Regions from separate parts of the Cyprinus carpio genome. Here region 2 is linked to region 1. A link is a contact called in public Hi-C data. All regions are on one chromosome and are shown on one strand. The core of a region is the stretch at or near the end of the contact, and the rest is flanking DNA. Distances in the headings are between cores, read along the strand shown. Region 1 holds the start of lamp1a (lysosome-associated membrane glycoprotein 1a). Region 2 holds the start of cul4a (cullin-4A).

Evidence for each region. Hi-C and Micro-C count contacts between places; a contact is called where the count stands out from the background.
Region 2: a Hi-C map of skeletal muscle shows a contact between it and region 1, with 3 times the contacts expected there. The contact joins the promoter of cul4a here to the promoter of lamp1a in region 1. A contact is called at or near these places in 3 of 8 Hi-C or Micro-C datasets (red blood cells and skeletal muscle).

The regions. Positions count from the first base shown.
Region 1 is chrA1:16,578,969-16,583,075 of ASM1834038v1, reverse strand. lamp1a (lysosome-associated membrane glycoprotein 1a) reads left to right here and starts at 1,365. Exons shown (of 9, transcript XM_019111736.2): 1 at 1,365-1,645. The coding sequence starts at 1,594.
Region 2 is chrA1:16,837,438-16,841,525 of ASM1834038v1, reverse strand. It overlaps cul4a (cullin-4A), which reads left to right and starts at 2,767. Exons shown (of 20, transcript XM_019111742.2): 1 at 2,767-3,179; 2 at 3,410-3,525. The coding sequence starts at 3,074. It overlaps pcid2 (PCI domain-containing protein 2), which reads right to left and starts at 2,180. Exons shown (of 15, transcript XM_042753276.1): 1 at 2,054-2,180; 2 at 1,662-1,748; 3 at 1,473-1,562; 4 at 812-885; 5 at 666-731; 6 at 542-583. The coding sequence starts at 1,697.

The sequences.
Region 1 (4,107 bases), core at 116-2,615:
TTGAACTTGCCTTGCCTTGCCTTGCCTTGCCTTGCCTTACATCACAAGAACCCAGTTTTAAAGTAATTGCTATGAAACTAAGTCTTCTAGGTCTTAAGATGGTCTTCACTAACTTCATGCAAAAGACAGTTATTTATCTGTTTGATTCAGTGGTGAAATATGAGCGTATTTCTGTTTTGTTGCTGTTCTGTATCTTCGTGATGAGGCAAGCCGTCAGTCTGGATTCTCCTCCCACAAACACAAACACTCAGACTAATGTGATTTCCTGCCTCATTCACAGAGTAATTCCTTAAAGAAACAAATTATGGCCCAAGAGCATGACACAGCAGACAGAGGCACACAGAAGCAAACACATGCTTCACTGTGCTCACTGACCTCTAACCTGCGGTTGCTCTGAAATACCTCACCAGTGCATTCAATACTGACACAATACACAGGGTTTATCTCCAGCTTCAGTCTTGATCAGATGCATGTATTGCAGGACGTTGCTGTTACTCACTCTGACTCATGCTGAGATCTAGTGGAGGAGTTGAGTTGAGTTTGAGATGAGAAAGTGTGCCTGTAGTTTCTTGGAGAATGACCAGTGCTCATCTGAGGTAAGAAGAGGTCAAACCACGACTTCCTCTTGTCCCAGATGTACATTCATGCATATGGCAGATGCTTTTATTTAAAGTGACTTAGACTGGATTATAGATATACATTTTACTAGTTCATACATTCCCTGAGAATCGAACCCATTACTTTGGTTTTGCAAGTACTAGGTTTGACTACATGCATACTGTATAGATGTCACTTTAGAAAGTTTAAAATCCTAACTGTATCTAATTTTACTGTAGAATTTGTAGAAATAAATTATAAAATGCATAATAGATTTTTAATAAATTATATTTTATAAAATAAAATGATTAAATTCTACAATTACATTTTAATAAATTATTTGATTATAGAATGATTTTAATATAATTTCTTGAGTTTTTTTAATTAACAGCAAGCAATCAGCTGTAGACTATTTTACATAAATTATATATGAACATACATTATTCAATTTAATGTATGTTCTATGCTGTTAATAACATTAAACATGACTTATTAATATTATAAAATGTTTTAATGGATTGTGAAATTATACATCTGGAGGTAGTTATGATTTTAAACTGTCTAAAGTGACATCTGTATTCCTGTAGCTTTGACAGCATTGTTAATAAATAACGCTTATACTAAAATATATTTTAAAATTAGCATTTAATTAAGAACTATTTAACAGTTTATACTGCCAATAAACAGTTATAGTGAATGCAGTCCTGTCTGTGTTATAAAGTGATACGCAGTTCTCCCTCACGTGACTGGTGTGGGCGGGGCTAAAACGCTCACAATCACATGACTGGAACATTCTGCCTCATGACACAGTGACTCTGCTGCCAGACACTGAATAAACGTCGTAGCACCATTTATGACTGACAGACACACACTCATATAAACGCACAGATACGCGCTGATCGTCTTCAGTACGCAGGCTTTAACACGTAAGTTAGTGTTCAGCGCTCGGAGTTTGACGCTTTTTCTGACGGACGTCAGTAACGTACAGACTGAGGCATGATGGTCAAACGGTGTTTCGCTGCAGGTGTCTGCTGGACTCTTCTGATGGGTAAGTCATTATAACTCAGTCAAAGTTATCATTATACATCATCTGGACCGGACTGGCCATCGGGAGCACTGGGAGCATTCCTGGTGGCAGGGCGGCTCATTTGGCCCGCTGCCCGGTTTTTTATTTTATTTATTTTTTATTTTTTTATTAATATTTGATATTTATACCTTCTTAATGTACCAAAGTGATCAGTGATTAGTGAGAGCCAATAATGATTTTTTCTGAACTATGAATAAAATAAAAATTAAAAAATAATTAACATTTTCTCATTTTATTAGTACTATAGTAGATAGAATAATTACGTTTAGGGCTAAATTAATTTTTTACGTTAAGTCCAATATCCTCGCGAGTCGCGACTCATGATTCTCAAATTGAGAGGACATGAGAGTACTCTCTTTTCGTTATTTTCTCGCTTTAGCAAGTTAACAAGTTATATATATATATATATATATATATATATATATATATATATATATATATATGTATATATATATATATATATATATGTATATAATATAAACCCGCTAATAAAAATGTGGTGGACTGAGTCATTTCTGGTTGAATTGGACAGGCGATCTGAAGCGATGGCCTTGAGTGTGGCGTGTGATGCAGTATTCAGTTTAAGCATGTAACGTTACACAAGCCATAAGATTCACCCTCGCTTGTGACAGCTGAGCTGAAGTGGATCTTGTGAAATGTGTGATTGCTCTTGAGAAACTTAAAGATGAAGTAGGCTACGGAAGGAGAAATAGATTCTCAGATCTCTCTTTGCTGCACATAGAGAACATATAGAAGAGAAGAGATAGTGAAAGAAAGCAAATCGGGAAAAGACGTGGCTTTTCTGCATTAGGTATGTTTTTCTTTTTTTTTCTTTTTTGTATCTTTAATGTCTCATATATGTTAGCCTATAAAAATATGTTTGTGACCTATTATAACTGCTAGTATCTGACAGGCTATCAGTAGCACCAGGGACGATTTTCCTTTTAGGGGGGGCTCAGCCCCCAATGAGAGGATAATAATAAATCAATATTTTTTTGTCTAATAGGGTAGGGTGGTATACTAAACTTATTGCAGTATTCCGCTGTAGTGCACTGATGGGTATAGCATTTGAGTAATGAATAAACCTAATACAAGCCCCCCCCCCCCCCCCCACCTCTCTCTCTCACACACATATATCTCTACACACCTGTTTACTGTACAAACACAAAATTTTACTGTTTGCATGTCTACAAAGCTTTTTCTAAGCTTTTTTCAAAGTTAAATTTTCAAATGAAAATAGCAACATGATCGTTTTATAAACGATATAAACGATTAATTAAGTTTTATTTTCTTTGGAGAAAACAGCTGTGATGTAATGAGGAAAACTTTACAGTAGATGGGAAACCGATTGCTCCCCGTGACATTTTGTAAACTGTATTTATGACAAAGAACTGCACAGATGCAGATATTATAACAATCTATCGATAAACACACACCTTGTCCTCTGTTTCTCGCTCTGCGCTGCCACGGTCTGTATTTGTCTGTTTGTATTTTAATAAGTACAGGTCAGAATAAGTATATGGTTTCATTTTTAAATAAATATATTTGTTACACTGAATGACAATTTGCCAAAAAGAGAGATAATATTGCCATTGTTCCCATAACTAAAATGTTTTTAATATTAGTCTGTCATTAAATTAGTTTTAATAATATTCCTGAGTAAATGACTGCAGAAGCAGATGTTGAAATATAATAAGCATTTTATTTTACTGTTCTGATGCTTCCCTGCCATGCTTGCTTAGCTTGTCTCTTTGTTTCTGACTAGTTCTGCCTCAAAAATTGCTGTTTGCAGCCATATTTATTAATACTTTCTATTCTATTCTAAACATACTTAGGTTTGACAAAATAAATGTCATTATCAGGATGAGTATTTTGGGTGGAGTATCCCCTCAGTGACCTCTCTTGAACTTGTGACATACTGTTACTGTAAAAGAATAGCAGATTCCACAGCACAACTAAAGATAACTGCACAGAGAAATTATATTGTTGGAATCTCAGAGTGATTTTTCTTATTTTTATTTATTTATTTATTTATTTATTTATTTATTACAGCTATGAATGGTAAAAGCATTGAAAGCCAATCAGAATCCACTCCACTAGAGCTCGAGCATTTAAAGTGGCACATGATGGACCTGCAGTGCATTCTTAGATCAAGCAGTGCTATCGTTCATTGGTAATAAAGGCTAACTTAGTTACTTTTATAGTTATCTTTTATAGTTGTTGTTCTTGGTGTGAATGGGCTTTAAGAGTGCATGCCACCTAAGCTACTTGTTCCGCACTTACTTTATTAGCTTTTTGGCTTTTTACAGTGCCTAGCAGATCTCTGTGTTTGTGGGCATCTACAATTAATCAATAACACAAATTAATCAGTACAAAACTGCATACAAAAAATGTATATTTATTACGTTTAACACATATTTGTC
Region 2 (4,088 bases), core at 1,518-4,017, 260 kb before region 1:
TATTCATAAGACTGCGTGTTCTTATCCTATGAGAAGACGCTTCACTTAATTAGTCACAACAGCGTGTGTGACAGACACTTCAGACTGTGAGCTTGTGTACATTAACTGAGAGAAATGTTCATGGATTGAAGGTTAGCATTTGTTTTTGCTTTGTAAGAGTTCTGCACAAACGTGATTCTTTCACTTAGTGAGTGTAACTGCTTTTTACAGCTCCTTGATGCAACCAATCAAAAGGCTTATATAAACACTGCAAAATAAGCCTAAAAAGTTATTAGAGGTTGCAACATCGTGTTCATGTGTTTTCGATGCAGAGTGCAAATGTAAATGGCTGTGCATTTATTCGTGTTTTTAACTCAATGTGGGCGAAATTAAACTGTCTGAAACAAACCGAAGCTGTGTGTCTCCCCACTTCCCCCTCCACTCTGCAGCACACCATGCCCACTTTTGTACCATTTTTCAAAATTGTGGCCAGAACTAACCAGTGCTGAAACGGGGTTTCATGACTCTTTAATACAAAACAAACCAATAAGCCAGGTCTTACCAGTTCTCCTCTTTATGAGCCTGAAACGCTTTCAGAAATGATGTTCAGCTGCGTTAAAGATCAAACACTGAACAACTGCACATCTAACATACAGTTACACCAGAAGATCCGGCATAAAGGATATTGAACGACCACCGTCTGGCATTTGTAGGCCTCTACAAAGTCATGATTGGACACAGCGAATGTGCATCTGCAGAGGAAGAGACGAGACGTCAGTCAGTGAAGATGCAGTGGAGAAGCATCGCTGCATCATTGATAAGGAATCAGTACCTGAGATGAGCGGCCACCATCTCATCATACGGTGGCTCCAGCAGCTGCTGACACTTCTCCTCTGGACTGGACAGCTGCAACATGGAATTGTTTAGAGAAACAGGGTAAAAATAAATAAATAATAATAAAAAAGAAGAGTAAATAAAATATCTAAATAAAAATAATTATGAAATTAAAATAAAAAACGATTTGAGTGTGCTTATTATTAAAAAGAAATTAACAACAATGAAAAATAATATTAAACTACATATCTAAATAAATTAAAAAACATGATGTGTTTAAAATAAATAAATAAAATAAACTTTTTTAGTGCTGGGGGTCCATGGAAAGGTTTAGAGAAAAACAGGGCATTTAATAAAACATAAATAAGTAATAAAAAATAAGATTAAATTAAATATCTGGATAAATGAAAGTAATGTTCAAAATATAAAAATATATTACTAGAAGTGTAATGTAATATAGACTAAATATTCTACAAATAATATTTTATACATATTTATCATTTTAATGTTTTAATGTATCAGTTGTGTCTTTATACTGTATATGAAAACACATTTTAGATGGGGGTCTGGATTTGGGCATCTGTGGCAGATGAAACCCTGAAACGTCCTTCACTTTACAGTGAGTTAGTGGTGTTTGTCTGACTACTGCAGCGCTCGACCTGTAGACGAGGGTTGGCCACATGTGGGTGTTTGAAGGACAGCATCTCTGCACAGAACGCCCCGTCTCTGCTGTCTATGGCCTCCAGAACTCAGGAAGCACAGACAAGAGGCACATTACATACAGAAGAGAAAACATACGACAATAACACTATGACAGAATACATGAAACATAACAGACAACAGCTCACCTGCTGCAGGTACTGATTCAGTGTGATATGAGCCATCCTGATCTCCACAAACACAGCGGAAACACACCGTTATATCTAATGTGATGCCTACCGGGACAACAGCAGCACGATTGAGACACATTCACATCTGATCAGCAGAACATTACATTTACACTAGAATACGAAACAAAACAAACACGGCCAGTTTAATCCATAAATGAAGTATTTAGTGTGTGGTATTAAACTCTAGTATTTGAAATTAGCTCTAGCGCAGCTGCTAATTCACTCATTTATTAATTCATTCTACGTTTCAGTAACCCTCATAATGATCATGAAGCTTTATGAGTCAAAAGTGTGATACATATTATATTAAATAAGCGATTTTATCAAGAAAATCACTTGTATTTATTTACCCAAATGAATTCACATCACTTCGCGCGTGTCCCTCAATGCAGAGTCGCTGACGTCACAGCAGCACTTCCTGTTTACATCTGTGAACACACAGCTGTGGATTCCAATTTGCACTTTCCATAAATGTAAATATTACTGAAACACAGTTAAACGTATTTCATTTTAGAGTCTCCATGTATTTTACATAGCACATTAAAGGGTGGTTTATAACTATTTTGCTAGGTAAGTTTTTGTTAATGTTTGTCAATAATAAAATAATGTCAGTTTTTTTTTGGTTTCAATTACAATTGCAGACATGTACAGACATTTACAATATGCTATATTCTAAATATAAAGTAATGAGAGTGCATATTTAGTGTATAAAGAGTTCATGTTCATTTTTCTCAGTGGCATGTGAAAAATAAAGTACTTGTGTGTTTAGTTTACTTTTATGTTTAGATATCTAATGTGTGAGCATTTTAGATGTTTTGTCAAAGAAGACCTAAAGTATTTTTTATTTCTTTATCTATTATTATTATTATTATTATTATTATTATTATTATTATTATATTTTAGCACCCATTAACCTAAGTTGGCTTAATTTTATTTTATTTAAAATTTAGGCTCTATTTGTTTTATTTATCATTTTATTATGTTTTTTTTTTTTTTTTTTTTTTTCTGTACAGTATATGTAGCTTTAGTAGCGTGCGTGTGTGTGTGTCTCTTAGTGTTGCGCTGTCTGCTGATCCTGCGGCGGCAGATTCGCTGTTGGTTTGCCATCTTGTTATGGTTCTCGATGCTGACCAGTCAAAGTGAATATGAAGTTTATACGATGAATATGAAGATTATATGATGAATATTTGGGGATATGTCTGTAAGCGTGTGTCGTGTCAATCCACAACAGCAGCTGAACTCACTCCATGAGGTTTGGATCCGGTTCCTTGGTTCTGGTTTTGGTTTATAGCTACCAGCTAACAGCTCAACTCTCTGCGTTTATTGTATTTCATATGAGCATTTAAATGCACTGAGATCAAATCTAGCTCATGATGGCGGAAGACATTCAGCACAATCAGAAAGCAAACTTTAATGGACTCACCAAATCAGCCAAATCAGGAGCGTCTAAGAAACTCACCATAAAGAACTTTAAAGGTGAGATGAACACAAAACTACAACCACAGCTAGTACACAAACGATCAGTAATGAATCACATGTCTATGTGTCAAAACATAGTGAACTTCCTACACAGCACTGTCGTCTAAAGTGTGTTCATTTGGCAGATCACTGGACTTTAAATTCAAACTGAATATTATAAGCAGTATTATTGTTTTATAAGTATGTTTTAATAATAATATATTAAATAATGTGTGTGCATTTTACAGACAGACCGGAACTAACAGACTCCTACACTGAAGACACATGGATAAAGCTCAGAGATGCTGTTAGTGCCATTCAGAACAGCACCTCAATCAAATATAACCTGGAGGAGCTTTACCAGGTGAGACCACAGCAAACCAGATCATGAGTCCACTCAGATTAAATCCTCATATAAACCACCTGAGACTTGAGGATTTGAGATCCAGAGAGTCACACAGGGTCAATCTGTGCATTCACCTGTTAATGAAGCACTGCTACTTAAAATTATTATGTTGACAAACACTACTGCTCAAAAGATAAAGGTCTCTTATGCTCACCAAGGCTGCATTATTCCGGTAAAAAAAATACAGTAAAAATTGTGAAGTATTATTACTGCAGAATGACACATTTTTATTATTGGGTGATTCAACACATACATGTTTTTCCAGCTAAGAAGATCAGCACTTTTAGAGTTTCATCCTCCATGTGATGTGAGCATAAATATTGTGACAGTTGACTCGCAGTTCTTTCTAAGTGTTCAGCTGGGTCCTGCTGCATTAATTCTTCAGATATTAAAAGCAGGGAATGTGTTGTATCAGTTATAGCCATTGCTTCTGCATTTTGAGTCTTGCATTTGATGACGACACACACAAACCAGGATGAAGACAAGGGAGCTGACTTTGAGAGAAAAGCAATTTGGATGCT